3 separate regions of the Mus musculus genome follow, and all the other regions are linked to region 1. Evidence: chromatin contacts called from public HiChIP or PLAC-seq data. All regions are on one chromosome and are shown on one strand. The core of a region is the stretch at or near the end of the contact, and the rest is flanking DNA. Distances in the headings are between cores, read along the strand shown.

Evidence for each region. HiChIP or PLAC-seq counts read pairs in DNA pulled down with a chosen protein or histone mark.
Region 2: a contact with region 1 is called in an H3K4me3 HiChIP or PLAC-seq map of bone marrow-derived macrophages, with 4 times the contacts expected there. The contact joins the enhancer-like site here to the promoter of Cdca7 in region 1. A contact is called at or near these places in 6 of 39 promoter capture datasets (3T3-L1-derived adipocytes, the C10 cell line, the HPC-7 cell line and 3 more), 2 of 484 Hi-C or Micro-C datasets (bone marrow-derived macrophages and ganglionic eminence), 13 of 115 datasets of contacts at active chromatin or transcription factors (the HPC-7 cell line, the NIH/3T3 cell line, the SCID.adh cell line and 9 more) and 3 of 9 other capture datasets (adipose tissue, embryonic stem cells and liver).
Region 3: a contact with region 1 is called in an H3K4me3 HiChIP or PLAC-seq map of the SCID.adh cell line, with 13 read pairs. The contact joins the enhancer-like site here to the promoter of Cdca7 in region 1. A contact is called at or near these places in 1 of 484 Hi-C or Micro-C datasets (nephron progenitors), 6 of 115 datasets of contacts at active chromatin or transcription factors (the HPC-7 cell line, the SCID.adh cell line, bone marrow-derived macrophages and 3 more) and 2 of 9 other capture datasets (adipose tissue and liver).

Annotation. Positions count from the first base shown.
Region 1 is chr2:72,473,368-72,478,419 of GRCm38.p6, forward strand. Cdca7 (cell division cycle associated 7) reads left to right here and starts at 2,852. Exons shown (of 9, transcript NM_025866.3): 1 at 2,852-2,944. The coding sequence starts at 2,924.
Region 2 is chr2:72,258,960-72,264,011 of GRCm38.p6, forward strand. No RefSeq gene overlaps it. Among named protein-coding and RNA genes, the nearest start is that of Map3k20, 24 kb to the right of the region's middle. Within about 2 kb of position 1,987, at least 33 of the 459 cell types and tissues checked have an H3K27ac peak or open chromatin away from gene starts, as enhancers often do. A contact at or near this core is called in the HPC-7 cell line and bone marrow-derived macrophages, where this site is marked.
Region 3 is chr2:72,326,339-72,331,390 of GRCm38.p6, forward strand. All of the region lies in intron 2 of Map3k20 (mitogen-activated protein kinase kinase kinase 20), which reads left to right. Among named protein-coding and RNA genes, the nearest start is that of Gm52556, 23 kb to the right of the region's middle. Within about 2 kb of position 2,238, at least 40 of the 459 cell types and tissues checked have an H3K27ac peak or open chromatin away from gene starts, as enhancers often do. A contact at or near this core is called in the HPC-7 cell line and the SCID.adh cell line, where this site is marked.

The DNA of each region.
Region 1 (5,052 bases), core at 1,602-4,101:
ATTTGCTTTCCCCCTCAACCTTGTGTGAGGAGCTAGCTTCACCGATGCAAGAGAGCCGCTCTGAACAGTTGTTTAAATCCTGTTACATGCCTACGCCACTGTTCTTTTCCTGTAGTCATATCCTTTTTTTTCTTTTTGAGGGGGTGGTGATAGCTAATCTTGTCAACTTGGTGACACTGAGAAGTGCCTAGGGGATTATTGAAGTGTGCCCCTGAGTGAGTCTTCAGGGTGTTTCCAGAGAGGATTAACTGGGGTTTGGGGTGGGGGTCTGGGAGGAGGGAAGGGCAGGGTATGTAAAGTGAATAAATAAATGAATGGGGAAGAATTCATCCCGAGCACGCAGGGTGTCATTCTGCATGCTAAGGGCTTTAATGGAACAGAAGAGAGGACACAGTGACACAGGCACTCTGCTTTCTGTTTGATTTTCCCTACACCTTCTTGTCATGATAGACTAGACTTTATGAAAGCCTGAGCCAAATAAATTTCTCCTTCATCTCCCTTACCTCCATGTTTGTGTCAGACTTTTGTGCCAATGACGGAACAGAAGCACAAGTGTGACTTCGCTGGTTTGCAATATTTCGCCCTGATATACTATACTGATAGGAATGAGCCAACTACTCCTCCTCTGGTCCAGTTAGCTCCAACTTCAAAACAAAGTCTCAATCTGAACACTCTCCGGGTACTACAATGACATCAGTATCTTAGCATTCCCAGTTTTCGCCCCCTCCTGGCTGGCTGCTCCCCCCAGACTATACCATCCATGGGGGCAAACAGGGGCACCCCAGCCTGTTAAATCCTCCACTGTCTTTCTATCAGGCCTGGAATAAATGCAGAGATCTTTTATAGCTAGGAAGCTCCAAATGTCTACTTTCTCTTCCTCTTTTCCTGACTTTCAGTAGTAGAGATGGGGACTCTTGGCTGCTTCATACTGTTCTGGAACCAGATGCCAGTCTGCCTGAAACTAGTACTTTTTTCCTGTCGCTTCCTTTCTGACCACTCAGATTTCTGGCTGTATATCACCAGCTTGTATAACTATTGTAGAAGTATGCATTGTTCCTTTCCTGTCTTCAGCTTTTCACTGTACTTTCTTCCTCTTCCTCCTCCTCTTCTTCCTCTTTCTCTTCTCCTCCTCCTTCTCCTCCTCCTCCTCCTCCTCCTCCTCCAAAGTATCATACCTGAAATTCTCTTTTGTATCTCTGCTCCTCCATCAGAGTGTACACTCTCTGGACCTTGTATCCTCAGTACTCAGAATAGCACCTGCTTACAACCTTGCACTCAGTTAGGGGCAGGACTTTGAACCGCCCTGATGGTGAAGCCCAGAGGATATACATTGTCTGCAGGACACACACAAGCACAGAAGTGAAAACTTTAAGGAAACAACATGCACACGTCCTGGGCTCACATTGGATTTCGTTGAAAAAGAAATGCAGGAGCACAGAGAGACAAGCCTGTTCCAAGAAGAGTAAAAATGCTCAGTGTAGAACATTACCCAGGCAAAGTGGCCCGGATGCCCCCTTCGTTCTGTGACCTCACATGGTCAGTTCTACTTGCACAAACCATATTCACAAGAACATTGTACTAAGGACAATTTTAGGTCTCCATCCACATACTTATTCATCCAACAAGTGTTGGTTGAACTCCTGGCTGCTACCAGGAATTTTGCCAAACAAATCAATTAGCTGCTTCTCTTGATGCCTAAGTTGGAGACTGGAGTTCTTTGTCTCTAGCACAGAGGGAGGGTGACCCCTGGGCAGCTCCTTCCAATCCATTGTCTTCCTCGGTTATTTATGTCTTTATGGTCAGTACCTAGAGAGGTGTGTGTGTGTGTGTGTGTGTGTGTGTGTGTGTGTTGCGCATGCTCTCTTCACAGAAAAGGACTGTGGCAACATCAATACTAAGAGAAAAGTTTTGAAATAAGGGGGAATGCTTACACTTCAAGAAATGTTTTAAATCTATGATTATAATTAAAGCTCTTTTAAAAAGCACCCAAGGTTTTTCGGTCGTTGCTGTTTGGGTTTTTTTTTTTCCCCCTGTGTTTTACTCTTTAAAAACAGGGGAGCCTCGTTTCATCCCTGTGCCGGTCTTAGTGAGAAGGGCTATAAGAAAGAAAGAAAGAAAGAAAGAAAGAAAGAAAGAAAGAAAGAAAGAAAGAAAGAAAGAAAGATCTTCTAACTAGCTCTGGTTGTTCCCAATTTTGCCTGGAGAAAAATGGACAATCCACAGTGTAATCGCCTGCAGCTTTTATCTCCGAAAGATAAAGCTCTAAAGACTTTTACCCTTCGGAGAGGCTTTACTCAACTGAAGGGCTATTTTTAAACCCACGCCGGAATCTTTCTTGAAGCAACAGGACTTAACTGGTCTATTGACTACATATAGATAGTGGTGTGGTTGCTAGATAAGAGGTGCTATGCTCTCAGATATTTGTGGGTGGTATCCCCGTTCTGTTCTTTAACATTTTTAAGAGATTAAACTACAGCGAAAGTGTGAACGCAGTAAGAGGCTCTACCAGCCTTACAATCTCCCGTTTTGTATGCAAATCAGACGGCCAGTCTCAGGACCTCGGCAGCCACTTTCGCGCCACTTCCCAGGACCGCGCAGCTTCATAAAAAGCCAGTGGCACTGAGTTCCCACAACGCCACTGTTTCATAGAACATTCAGCAGTTTCCGAGGACACTCAAGGTTATTACAACCACGAGAACCGCTTCTATTTTTTTCCAGAGCTGGGACGCTTCGGGTACCGCTAAAGAGGTCATCTTAGCTGGCAGGACCTGCGTCCCGGCGCGGGAAAGCCGGTGGCCCCGCCCCTCCGGCGGCGGAGTGCGCGCCCCGCCTCTGTCCCGGAGCTCGGGTTGTTCGGGCTCTGAGTGCTGGTGTGTTCCGACGAACTATCCCCGTTCCGAGTGCCTGGGTACCCGCCGCCAACATGGAGGCTCGCCGCGCGCGGGTGAGGCCCGGCCGGGTGCACCGGGGCGGGGTTGGTGGGTGCTAGACACGGGCGGGTCCGGGCCACTTCCCTCCGACTCCGCGGGTTAGCTCCGCTCACTTGTCCCACGCGCTCCTGATTGTCGCCAGGTTGAGGGAAATCACAGATCGATTTTCTTATAATCTTTGCACCCAGGATAACTCAAGGCCAAGGTGATGCGCCCGCCGGCGCGCACGGAGTTGCCAGCGTTCCCGGAACCTGCGGCACGGGCGCTCATGCTCCACGTGCGCGCGGAGGCCTGGGACTCGCCGCTGGCCATCCTGTCTGGCGGTCGTATCCCAGCCTTCCACCTTCTGGGACCTCACCCTGCACGACCCGCTGGCGGCGAGTGCGTTGTTACCTACGCGTGCACTAGTGGCCCTGGGATCGATCCTCTTTTGCTCTGCGTCCCCTTCTAACCACTCTGGATCTGCGGGTTTAGCGTAGATGGCCTTGTGAGCATTTCTTGAGAACTTGGGTTGTGCACGTGGGGGGAGGTATTGTTTTAGTCCTAGGCTGTGGTCAGATGCAATTTTGGGGCCCAGCGATGCAAGTCGTGTGCCGCGACCGTTTAGTAACCTTCCCTGCGTCCCCCAACTCCCCACCCGTCCCACCCTTTTCTTCCCGGCTTGCAGCTGCGAGCTGGAACGTAACTCTTTTTGCTCCAACGGAAGCCAGAACTTATGTCCTGCCCTGGAGTGGGTTGAAGAGTGGGGGGATGGGCGGAAAGGAAGACAGTGACGTGCTTCAAATAAATATCGGGTTCGGGGGCCCTTGTGGCGAGGTCTGAGTGGGTAGACGGAGTCGTGGTCTCATAGCGGATCTCCGCGCGTGGGGAAATGGGCTTGGAGTTTGGCTTGCCTTGGTGCATATTTGGACACCTGACTGGAGGAATCGACTTCACCTCTCCGCACTTCAGTTTTCTTACTTATTTAAGTGATGGTAACGTCGCTGCAAAGAATTAAGCGAACATCAGTACCAAATCTGCCGTCAAAGAACACTCACCGTAAACAGAATTAAGAGTTACATCTGCCAAAAAAGTTCACCCCAGGCACGACCTTTGGCTCTCCTTTTTTGTGTGTCTTTTCCATCGAAGACATACTTGCCTGGTGAATGACTGACCGTTGGCCTGTCCTGGCTTGTTAAAGATTAGCCTCTTTTCCTGATGGCTTTTGATTGACTGCCTCCCCTGAGGCTGACATGGAGTTAAATTGATTAGTAGAGTGTAGAGAATTAAAGTCATTTAAGGAGCTGTGTGCCGTTTTGGGGATTTCTTAGTTCTTTGCATTTTGTTGCACCTTATTGCCTTGGACTTCCTCTACCAGAAACCTGGGCAGACTTTTGAATCCCTTTTAACTCCTAACTCTCCACCCACCGCCTCGAACTACTGTTGTAAATACAATATTTGGTAGCTCTCTCGAATACCACACATTGCTGCCATTAGGATATCAGAAGCATACACAAATGGTTGATTGGTGTCTACTTAGGAACATGATGTGGAGGCTGGGCCACCAACATCTTGGAAATCATTTTATTGTATCCGAGAGACTGAAATGTAATGTGTTAGGTGCGGAAGGAAGTCTTTCCCAACATCTAGGCATTTTCTGTTCCCTAACACCCTTGGGCACTCTGGTGGGGCTGGCCCAACTTGGGTCAATAAGAAATGGCCAAATAGGCTGTCCTGGTTACATTTTCTAGTGGACAGTACAAGGCTGTAAGCTAAAATGAATGGAGTTTTTTCATAATTCCGACTAACTTGACCTTTATTTGCTAGAAATGCTTACTGTTGACTTCTACCACAGGTCTTAGAATTCTCAAGCCTTCTGGGGGCCATGAGAAAGCTGTATGGAGCCCATGGTCAGAGAGTTCCTATGGAATCCAGTCTTCAACCTGGCCTAGGAGTGTTAGTTGACCTCTGACTTGGCTTCTTGTACTATGTATTTTCGGGCTGATAACCCTTGATTTGTAAAGACTGCAAAACCTCCATGCCCCTCTCCTTGGAGCGAGCGGCGCCTGTTTGGGTGACTGCCATCTTAAAACACAGGACCTGCCCAATTTTTGTAGTTTAGGAAATTAGCATCACAGTGCAG
Region 2 (5,052 bases), core at 737-3,236, 220 kb before region 1:
TAGCCAGAAATGCTGCTGCTATGAAGAGTCACTGGATGTGGAACTGTGTGCATGGGGCACCATACTATTGAGCGTGAAGCTTTGAGGAGATACCTACAATTCTTTACCCTGTGGGCCTATTTGTTTAGTAAGTCTATTTTCCCATAGTGTGAGTGTGTTCCAGATTGTACCAGTCTTACAAGTTCACATTATTTATCCAGCAGCAGAAATACAACCATGAAGACAAGAAAACAAAGACACTATCTTCAAAGATGTTTGGAGGCCACTGCAAAGCAGAACTGGTTCTCATTAATATATTAATGGTTCTGAGAAGTCCAATTAAATTTTGCTTAACATCCCACAATTAAAATCAACCTTGCTAAATGCTAAACCAGGTAAATGGCTTTCGGTGTTTCTTTATATAATATTTCAATGCCTTTAAGAACAGTTATTTCATGCAATATTGACGTCTGCCTATAAGTACACACATACAATGCCTCGGATTTTACTACACAATGATGTTTTTAAATCACAAAATAAATTTCCCTATAATGGTGGTTGTTCAATGTTTCACTATATCATAGGCCTCAATTAGCTGCAAAGGTTTTACTGTTATAGATTTCTACATTATTTATAAAGATCATTAACAGGGTGATTTTCATTCTTCCTTGCTTTGATCTTATTCTTCTTTATTCCTACAGTCCTTATAAGCTGCTATCCTGTGCTCACCGGCGCCATTCCCCAATTCCACGGTGACTGACACACTCTAACCTCATTTTAATTTACTTTCAACATTATTAAAAATTAATACATATTCTCCCATGTGTATTACCCTGGTATCCCAAATGAGAATAACAATTAATACATAAAATAAAGATAAGAGGTTTTAATTACAACTGGCTTTTATAGAAATACATTAAATTCCTTTATTCGGGGTAGAAAGGATGAGGTCAAAAAAATTAGTACTCTGAAAAGTATACCGTAGTAGCCAGGCAACCTTTCCTGATTCAAGAGAAGCAGTTAATATTTTAAAACTTGCAAACAAGCCAAAAGAAAATGAGATACCTACGGGGTCAAAAGAAGGATAATGAGGTTTGCTGAAAGATGTGGGGGGAAAAGAAAGAAAATGTTTTTCCCAAAAGCTCCAGTAGAAAATTATACATTTAAGTGTTTAACATAACTGCTCAGCAAGGTCACTGGCATAGTGTCCAGTTGCTAGGCTTACCCAGCAGCGTTTGAACACCATGCAGGTTAAATACATTTCCCTCCTGAATTCAATGGCATTTCCTCTCAAGCTATGAATGCTGATCAATGACTACCAGTGTGAGAAAATTAAAAGAAGTGTCACTCCGGTTTAAAATTGTGCTTTCTATAATAATAAAAATTCAGCATAGAGGAAGCAGTGTGGTAAAATGAGCCCCTGCCTTGAATAGCTTTTCCTTTGTTGTCGATCTAAAATGCATTACACGTCTTGCTTCTGAGTAATTTGAATCTGTCCTACATAGCACAGGGTAGTGTTGCATGAGCGGGCCCCAGCAGCCTTTACTTACAAATTGGAGAAAACCTTTAACCCAACTACCGCTGGTCATTATTTCTATTTGCTCACTGGTTCCACTGATTCATTAGCAGGTAATGATTAGCATGTCCTAGAGGTTGGATCTTGAACACCCCTGAAGTGCTTTTACGTTGAAGGCTTGTCCCCAGACCATGGTGATATTGGGAGATAGTGGAACCTTTAATAGGTGGAACCTATGGAAGGAATTGAGGTCATAGAGAAGCCTTTAATGTGTGGGGCCTGTGGAAGGAAGTGAGGTCACTGGGAGCAAGGGTTACTAGGATTCAAGCCTCTCTTCTTTCTCTTTGCTTCCTGGCAATCCTGACACAAGGAGCTTCCTCTATCATGTGCCCCAACAGGATGTAGGGCAATGTGGTCAAAGGACTTTGAATTGGAACCACTGACCATGAGCCAAAATATAATTTTCTTCCTCAAATCTCAAGTATTTTGTGAGGTCTCTACAGAACTCAGGATTCAGTGCTGCAACAAGCCACAGGGAGTTCCTCTTCTCATAGAGCTTAGCATAGAGTGGGGCAAAACAGAAGAAGCCACTTGCATAATCAGACGGACACAAGAAAAACCCATTCAAGGGAAGTTATGATGTTAGCACGCAAAATGAGGATTTTCCTGGAGTGAGGAAAAGGTGGCCAGTGGAATTGACAGTTGAGCTGAGCTCTGAAGGAGAGGAGGAAGAGAATTTGTTATATGATGGAAATGATGTTGGTAGCAAGGGCTAGGAAGCTCAGGTGCCTACAGGGATCATGGATAAGAATACTCCATGATATCCTGGTGAGCTAAGGAAGACTGAAGAGCATGCTGGCCCTCCACACCTTCCTTTTTTACCTGAGTAGTGTGCAGACATGGAAGACTAGAGTGGAGCTTGGGATGGTGTAGTCTTAGGGGGTAGATCCCTTGTTCTGGTCTGTCACAGCACCCTGATCTATGGAGAACACTACCCACTATACCTTAGTTACATTATTGTGCAAGTTGGGAGAAAGGTCGGAGGGAGCTGAAAAAACAAACAAACAACACCCAGACCTACAGTCACATACCCTCCCTTCACCTAAGTCTTTTGTAGGACATATTTCTACTTCATTGTGATAAAATACAAGAAACTAAAACTTAACCATTTAAAACTCTTTTGTAAGGAAGCAATTCAATGCCACTCTGCCATATGGATTCGTGCCCATACAACTCTAGCCGTCTTGAGTTGCAACTGCCATGGCTGCACCAGAGTAACACTGGTTAGTTTTCTACTTAGTTTCCCAGCAGACCAGAAATAGCCAGAGTAATTGGAGTGGTATATGGGACTTTACAACTAGACACTGGAGCCAGGAATGTATGTGACTCTGAGATGAGCTTAAGAAAATCAGGTATTATACATTCTGGCTTGGGCTAAGTCATTTTTGACCTGAGCATTGCATAAGCTCTTCCCCAAGCTAAAGGGCTCTGTATCACCTTGCTGCTGCCTCTGACCAGGCTTTTCTCAGTAAGTCCTCCCAATAAATTGCATTCTGTGTAACTCTCAATCTCTTTCTTTGGTTCCGTGGTAACTCTGAGCTGGTTCTCATACGCTAAAGCCAAGTTATTCTGGATCAAATACATTTATAGTGTTGGACAGCTGTCATGACTGTCTGTCCAACACCCTTTCAGCACCCAGACTGGAGCCCTACACCCCTCAGGCAGTAAGCCCCACTTCTCTACAGCTGTCCTAACAGCCATTCTGCCTCAGTTTTTGTATGTGCCTGTCACCTGCTGCACATAAGTACTGTCATTCAGTGTTCGTCCTTCTGTCCTTCTGTGTCTGAGTTGTTTGTGTAGTTGAATGTATTTGTGGCTCATCCATGTTGTATCATGTGCCCAGATGGAAATTTCTTCCCCTTTAAGGTTGATTTTTCCCCCTTGTGAGACAGGTCTCATGTAGTTCAAGTTAACCTTGAAGCTGATGATGACCTTCAGTTTCTGATCTTCCTACCTCCACCTCTCCAGTACTGGGATTATAGCCATAAGTTACCTTACCCAGTTTATGAAGTGCTCAACATTGAATCCAGGGCCTCAGGAATGCTAGGTAAACACTCTACCAACTGAGTACATCCCCAGTCCGTTTATGTGCATAATAAATTTTGTTAATTTAATCTATTGACAGACATTTGGCTTATCTCTTCCCTTTAGCTATTTTAAATAATACTAATTTATGATCATAGGCATAAGAATATCTGCTCAACTCCAGCTTTTTAACTCTAGGGGTGAAATTGCTGAATCATATCGCAATTCTATATTTAATTGTCAAACAATACTTTTTATTTATCCTCTGAAGTTTTCATATGTTGATGCATTGTATTTCAGAAGGCAGCTATACTCACCATTACTCTGCCAAGGCATCCTACCCACAACTCCTTCCAGCTCCCATACTGTCCCCACCGTGTCACCCTCCCAAGTTCATGTCCTCCTTTTGCCGTTGTAATTATTAACAACCCCTGAGTCAAATCAGTACATCCACTCATGGGTGTGAGGTCATCGGCTGAGCATGGACAACCTACCAGCACCCACTTCCCCAAAGTAGAGTGACTCTTCATCCATCAGCAGCCATCCACTGCTAATAGCTTCTCTTGCACGGATGAAATCTTGGGGCCCCTCCTCCATTCCTGATGGAGTTTTGACCAGCTAGATCTTGTGCAGGATCTACAGTAGATAACCACAGGTGCTGAAAATGGATGTGTGCAGTGGTGATGTCATATCCAGAAATTAGCATTTCACAGCAGCTCTCCTCCTCATCTGTTAGCTCTTAACGTTCTTTCCACCCACTCTTCCACACTGTTCCCAGAGCCCTGAATGGAGCAGGTTAGTATAGATGATTCATTCACAGCAGAGTGCTCAGAGCTACTACTACATGGTACTTTGACCAAATGAGTCTCTGCATTAACCACTATGCTGTTTATATTTATTACATACGTAAGTACATAAATGAAATGTGTATGTATAAGCATACATGGGCCTGTGAGTATTTGTGTATGCATGCCACAGCACATGCATGAAGGTTAGAAAACATCAAATGTCAGCCCCCATCTTTCAGCTTGTTAGAGATAGTGTCTCTTATCTTACTGGCTGGCCCACGGGCTTCCTAGGACCTCATGTCTCCCTTCCTGTCTTGCCAAAGAAACACATGGATTGCAGGTGTGTGCTGCTACATGCAGCTCTGGTGAGCCCAGCTCACCGAGTTTTGAAGGGCTGCCACACTTTCTCCCACAGTAGCTATACTATCTTATTGGCATGACCCACAATTACCCGTGTCATCTCCTTTAGGATAAAGCTGCCAATGTGTCCTATGGGGAGGTGATGTCTAGGGGACTGCGGACTCAGTATTTGGGTATAGTCATTTAGGAATGGCTTGGGTATGTCCCCTGAGGAGTCACATAGTGGAAGCTTGGTCAACAGTGTTTCATTGTTGGGAAATGTTAGGAAACTGTTGTAAGATAACTGGATCATAGGATCATATAGTTCTTATGGGATCCTGCTTC
Region 3 (5,052 bases), core at 988-3,487, 150 kb before region 1:
TTAATAACAGCAGGATTCAGAATATGTCAAGGCTTTCAAATCTACCAAAGTCTACCGAAACAAATAGTTTTAATGACACAAGCACAAAGCTTCTAAAAACAGATTTTGACGTGTTTATGGGCACAGCTCTCAAGACAATATAATTATTCCATGGAGTAGTAACATTTGTGTTTTGTGCAGATAAAAACCTTGCCCCCGTCTTCTGACTCGGTAAAACAGCAGACACAGCCGCAGCCCCAGATCTTAAATCATCCCGGTGCATGCTCTCATTTTGTTTTTCTGCTCTGGCTTTTCTCCACTAGAGGGGATAATGCTTTGTCTCCAGGGAGTCAGAGACTGCCTGCCTGCCTTAGAGAATATAAAGGAGATTAAGTAACACACACACACATAAAGTTATATGTATAGTAATTGACATTAGGTGCTCCATTAAACAATGAAATGCCACAGTATACCAGTTCTTCAGGACTTGTTGCCATGGATACCCAGTGTGATGGAGATGGGGAAAGAGTTGCTTAGAAATTCGGCAATTTCATTTTGAGGTGATGCGAAAAATAAACCATCCAGAGGTAGGAGCCATTAAACCATTCCTATATGCGTGCAATTTTCAAAATAAAGTGTAAATGTTTCAAAGTGAATATTAATTTTTTGGCATTTCCTTATATTGTTTATTGTTTTATAAGCCAAAGGGTGGGGCAGTTTTTACTTAGCTAGAAAACTATGTGACATATTTGGAAAGCAATATTTTAGTCAAAGGTGAGTAAAATCCAGCAAATATTGTAGAACCACGGAAGGATGGCAGTTGATCAGGCAGCAGTAGTCCCTTAGGTACACGTAGTAGCCTCTGAATGGATAACAAAGCAAACCCTGGGATGGAGCCGATGTAAGACAACTGTAATGTTACACAGGGTGGGAGCTAGGGCCAGGAAGACGGCAACTGGCAATGTGCTTTCTGGGCAAGCAAGAGGACCTGGGTTTGGATTCCCACACCCTTCATATTGAATCGTAATCTGGAACTGGGAGGTGGAGCCAGGATGACCCACATGGCTTGAGGCCAGCCAGCTAATCTGAATTGCTAAGTTTGGGGTTCAGTGAGAGACCCTGTCTCGAAAATAAGCTGGAGAGTGATTGGGGAGAACAGGTACCATTGACCTCTGGTGCACACACATGTGAGCACACATGCACGTGGGCACACATGAGGTCAGCTAACTACTTTGATGTTAGTTCGTATTTTCCTAGTTCTATGGGTAGTTTGCAGCCAGTATTCGATGTCTGATGCTATGAAATATCCCTGATCTCACCCCCAAACCATCCCAGTAGAAATTCAGTGGATTCTGTATCAAAGGCTGTGGGGAGGAAACGTGATCTGCTTGGGCTGCCTGTCACCCCTTTGGTCTGCAAGGTTAATTTGGATAATTGGACTGACTAGTCAGTATCCCCTTCCCTCATTCCTCCGAGTGTCCCTCTTGTAGCTATATGCTTGGCTGAGGAGGATGGCCTTTCCTAATAAAGAGGGCTGTTTCTTGGTCAAGGATATATACGTAGTCCACTCCTGTGTTAGAACCTTCAAGCTCTCAAAGATAGTCTCTAGGGATGAAAAGAGCTCTATTTTAGGACACCTAAAGGAATGGGAGTTTATCTAGCAGTATTCCCCACCATGCATGCTTTGTCAATAATGGAGACAATTTAAAAGTTAGTATTGATCCATCTGCCATGTGAACACCAAATTTACAATAGATGGAAACCAGATCCAGCCATGCCCATCTGGACCGGACCTATGACGACTCTCAGTGTCTCAGAAAAAACTCCCCAACCCTGCACCAGGCATTTATGCCTTTAAAAGGTCAACCCACAGCAACATGTCTCCTTCTCTGCTCCTGCCCCTCATCCGGGTGAGGGTGCAGTTCAGGTGAGGACAGGACACACCCCAGACAGGTGGAGTGTGTTCTACCTGCTCCCTGACTGCCGGAAGTTGCCTTTGCAACACCTCTTTTTCATAGCTGTGTTGCTTGCTGTTTTATCCTCCTGACACCAGAGATGGCTATCTGAAAAGAGAAAACCCCAGTCCAAAAAAAAAAAAAAAAAAAAAAATCCCTTCAAGTTTGGCTTGTAGACAAGTCTGTGGGCCATATTCTTGATTAATGATTGATGTGGGAAGGGCCCAGCCCACTGTAGGGTGTCATCCCTGGGCCCATGGTCCTGGTTTAAGAAAGCTGGCTGAACAAGCCATGGAGAGCAAGCTGGTAAGCAACGTTCTTTGTGGTCTCTGTTTAAGTTCCTCCCACAAGGTGCTTGCCCCAGAGTTCCTGCCTTTGGGCTTCCCCTGATGATGGTTGTAAGCTGTAAGCCACTTAAACCCTTTCTGCCCCAACTTGCTTTTGGTCATGGTGTTTGTAAGAGCATTAGAGAGCAAGCTGAAAGAACAGCTGCCCTGCCCTCTCTTTCCCGCAGCAGAGGGACATTTTCCCAGTGTGTTTTCATCGTGTTCATCCCTCCACACAGCCCTCGTCTTGGGTACTTTTGTGTGCCTCTGACCCAACCTGACCCTTCCCGGTGAGATGCCCACTGTTGTGTTACAAGACCAGAATCCCAGGTGGTTGTCCTGTACCACTTCACCAGCCTTGTGACCCATGGCCAGTTAGTTACTTAGCCATTAAATCTCACGTTCTACAACATGGACATGTTAGTAGAATTGTATAGGCTTATTAAGGGAACTAAGCTAGTACCCAAGAGGCATTAACACAGTGCCTGCCACATAGGAATATTAAGTAATATTCATATATATGTGTATATATACATATATATATACACACATATATACATACACACACACACACACACACACATATATATATGTGTATATATATATATATATATATATATATATATATATATCCCTACAAGCTGAGGATCTAGGGACTTGTGTGTGCAAGGTTATCCCTTTATCACGCTGCCACCCTTTTTTTCCTGGCCTCTTTGTGCTTCCAAACTGCCTACAGTATTATATTTTACAGATAGTAATAAAAATATTTATTGACTTTAAAATGCGGTTTATTTATTTCCAACCTTAAATAAGTGTTTCTCTATTAAGTTGGTAATGGAGACAAACACAGTTTAGGGATGTTGTGTTTTTAGAGACTGTCTCTCTTTGTAGCCTAGGATGGCTCTCAGCCCTTACTTCTTCTGTCTCTGCCACAATAACTGTCTTAGGGAACAACCTTTTTTAATACTTTGTCTAATGCCCCCCTCCATATTTTAAAGATGAGGGATTGATTGATTTTATTTCATTCTATAAATTTATAAGGCAGTACAGTAACAAAGCACTGTTCATTTTTAGGCTCTTTTACCACTAGAAGCTGATATGGAGTGTTCTTATCTATGGGATTAAGCACAGGTATGGTCTGAAAGCTGATGAAGTGACAGGGAGAGGGGATGAGCAATGCGGGGACTGCCACTTCCAAACTGATGCGTCTGGAAGAGCTTCCCTCCTGGTACCTGCAACTGAAGGCGCAGTAAAACGAGAGGCCAGAGTTTAGCACCGAGGGCGAGTCGTTCAGGCTAGGGTGTGAGAATTTAAACCTAAGAGACAGCCGAGAACCAGCTTTGTAGACTATAGTCTTAGAGCCTACAAGGGCCTCAGAAGATCAGTTTTCTTAACTACATATCAAAATGACCTGGTGGGCTTATGAAAATATTCTACAAGGATTCTCATTAACTCAATTCAGAGTGGAGCCTCTGTGTGTGTGTGTTTGTGTGTGTGTTCATTTCCCCCACTTATGAGCAGTCATGTCTCATGCATCAGGGGAATGGACAGGCATTTAGGAGCCACTGAGACAAGAGACTCTAGGTATGACAGTGATTGCTTGCTAGGTCCTTTGGTTATCTGGACCCTTGAATTACTTCTGCTTATGGGAACTTCCTATTAAGACATCCTTTCTTCTTTTGAATTGTTCTCTTTGAATGGCCTTATATGGTTTGCCTATAGTATTTGCTTCAACTTGGTTCTGTCTATTGGTTCTAGTCTGTCTGTTACACTACATAAATTAGACCTGCTACCTCCTCCCTCTGGCAGCCCTTAAACACTGTCTCTGAAGGCAGCCATGATGCTCCCCTTTAACTTTATTATTTCGGCTGCAGAGACCTCTGCATCCTTATTGTACTAACCCCAGGTTAATTCAGAAGGCAACCACTAAGTGATGAATATATTCTAGACGTGTGCGGAAGTTGGAAGACTCACAGGAACCAAACAGCTGGCAAGATAAATTCTTAAGTGTTCTTAAAACAGGCGAGGCTCTAAAATGTCAGCTATAGACTTAGAGGCCTGCTTTGAAATCCCCAGATCGTCCACTTGACTAGGTAAGTCTGTAGGCATGTTGTCTGACAGCCTTGCCTTGGATTTCTTATTCTGAAGGTACAAGCCATCTCAGTACAATGTTTAGTTCATAGTAAGTGCTCAGTATATTTTATCATTACTTTTAAATGCTGAACTTTATGACCGTGATGGGAGCAAAAAAGTTTGGATTACTATTTGAAAGGTAAAATTTATCTGGTCCTAAAATTCAAATACAGAAATAAAGTTTTTAATAAACAAATTAGTTGATTTGCAAGTAAATTTTCCAGTGCATAAAGAACACTTACTTTTTATATAATTAAGTAATCTTGCTCAGTGTCCTGTTGCATGCCTCTGCTGATAAGTTAGTTCATGTCTGCTTCTCTCTGCTGCTATGGCAAGAGGACCAGTGGCTGCGTTACCAGATTCACTATGAACCCGGAAAAAAATGTCAGCAGGTCTGAGCAAGAGCTCAGGCAGTGGAGACAGGAACAAACAAGAACAATGGAAAGACGAAACAGCTCGTGTAGAATCTGGAAAAGTAAGTGTAGGTAGAGTAATGAGGAAGATGTGGCTGGGCGGGACGGTTCACTGTTGGCTTACAACGTTAAAACGTGAGGTGTTTGCCAGAGAGCTTCCTGTGGTTTTAGAACTGCAGTAGACATTTGAACAGGGCCAGGACAACTGCCCCTCTTCTCTGTTCCAGATCTATATCTGTTTGCACT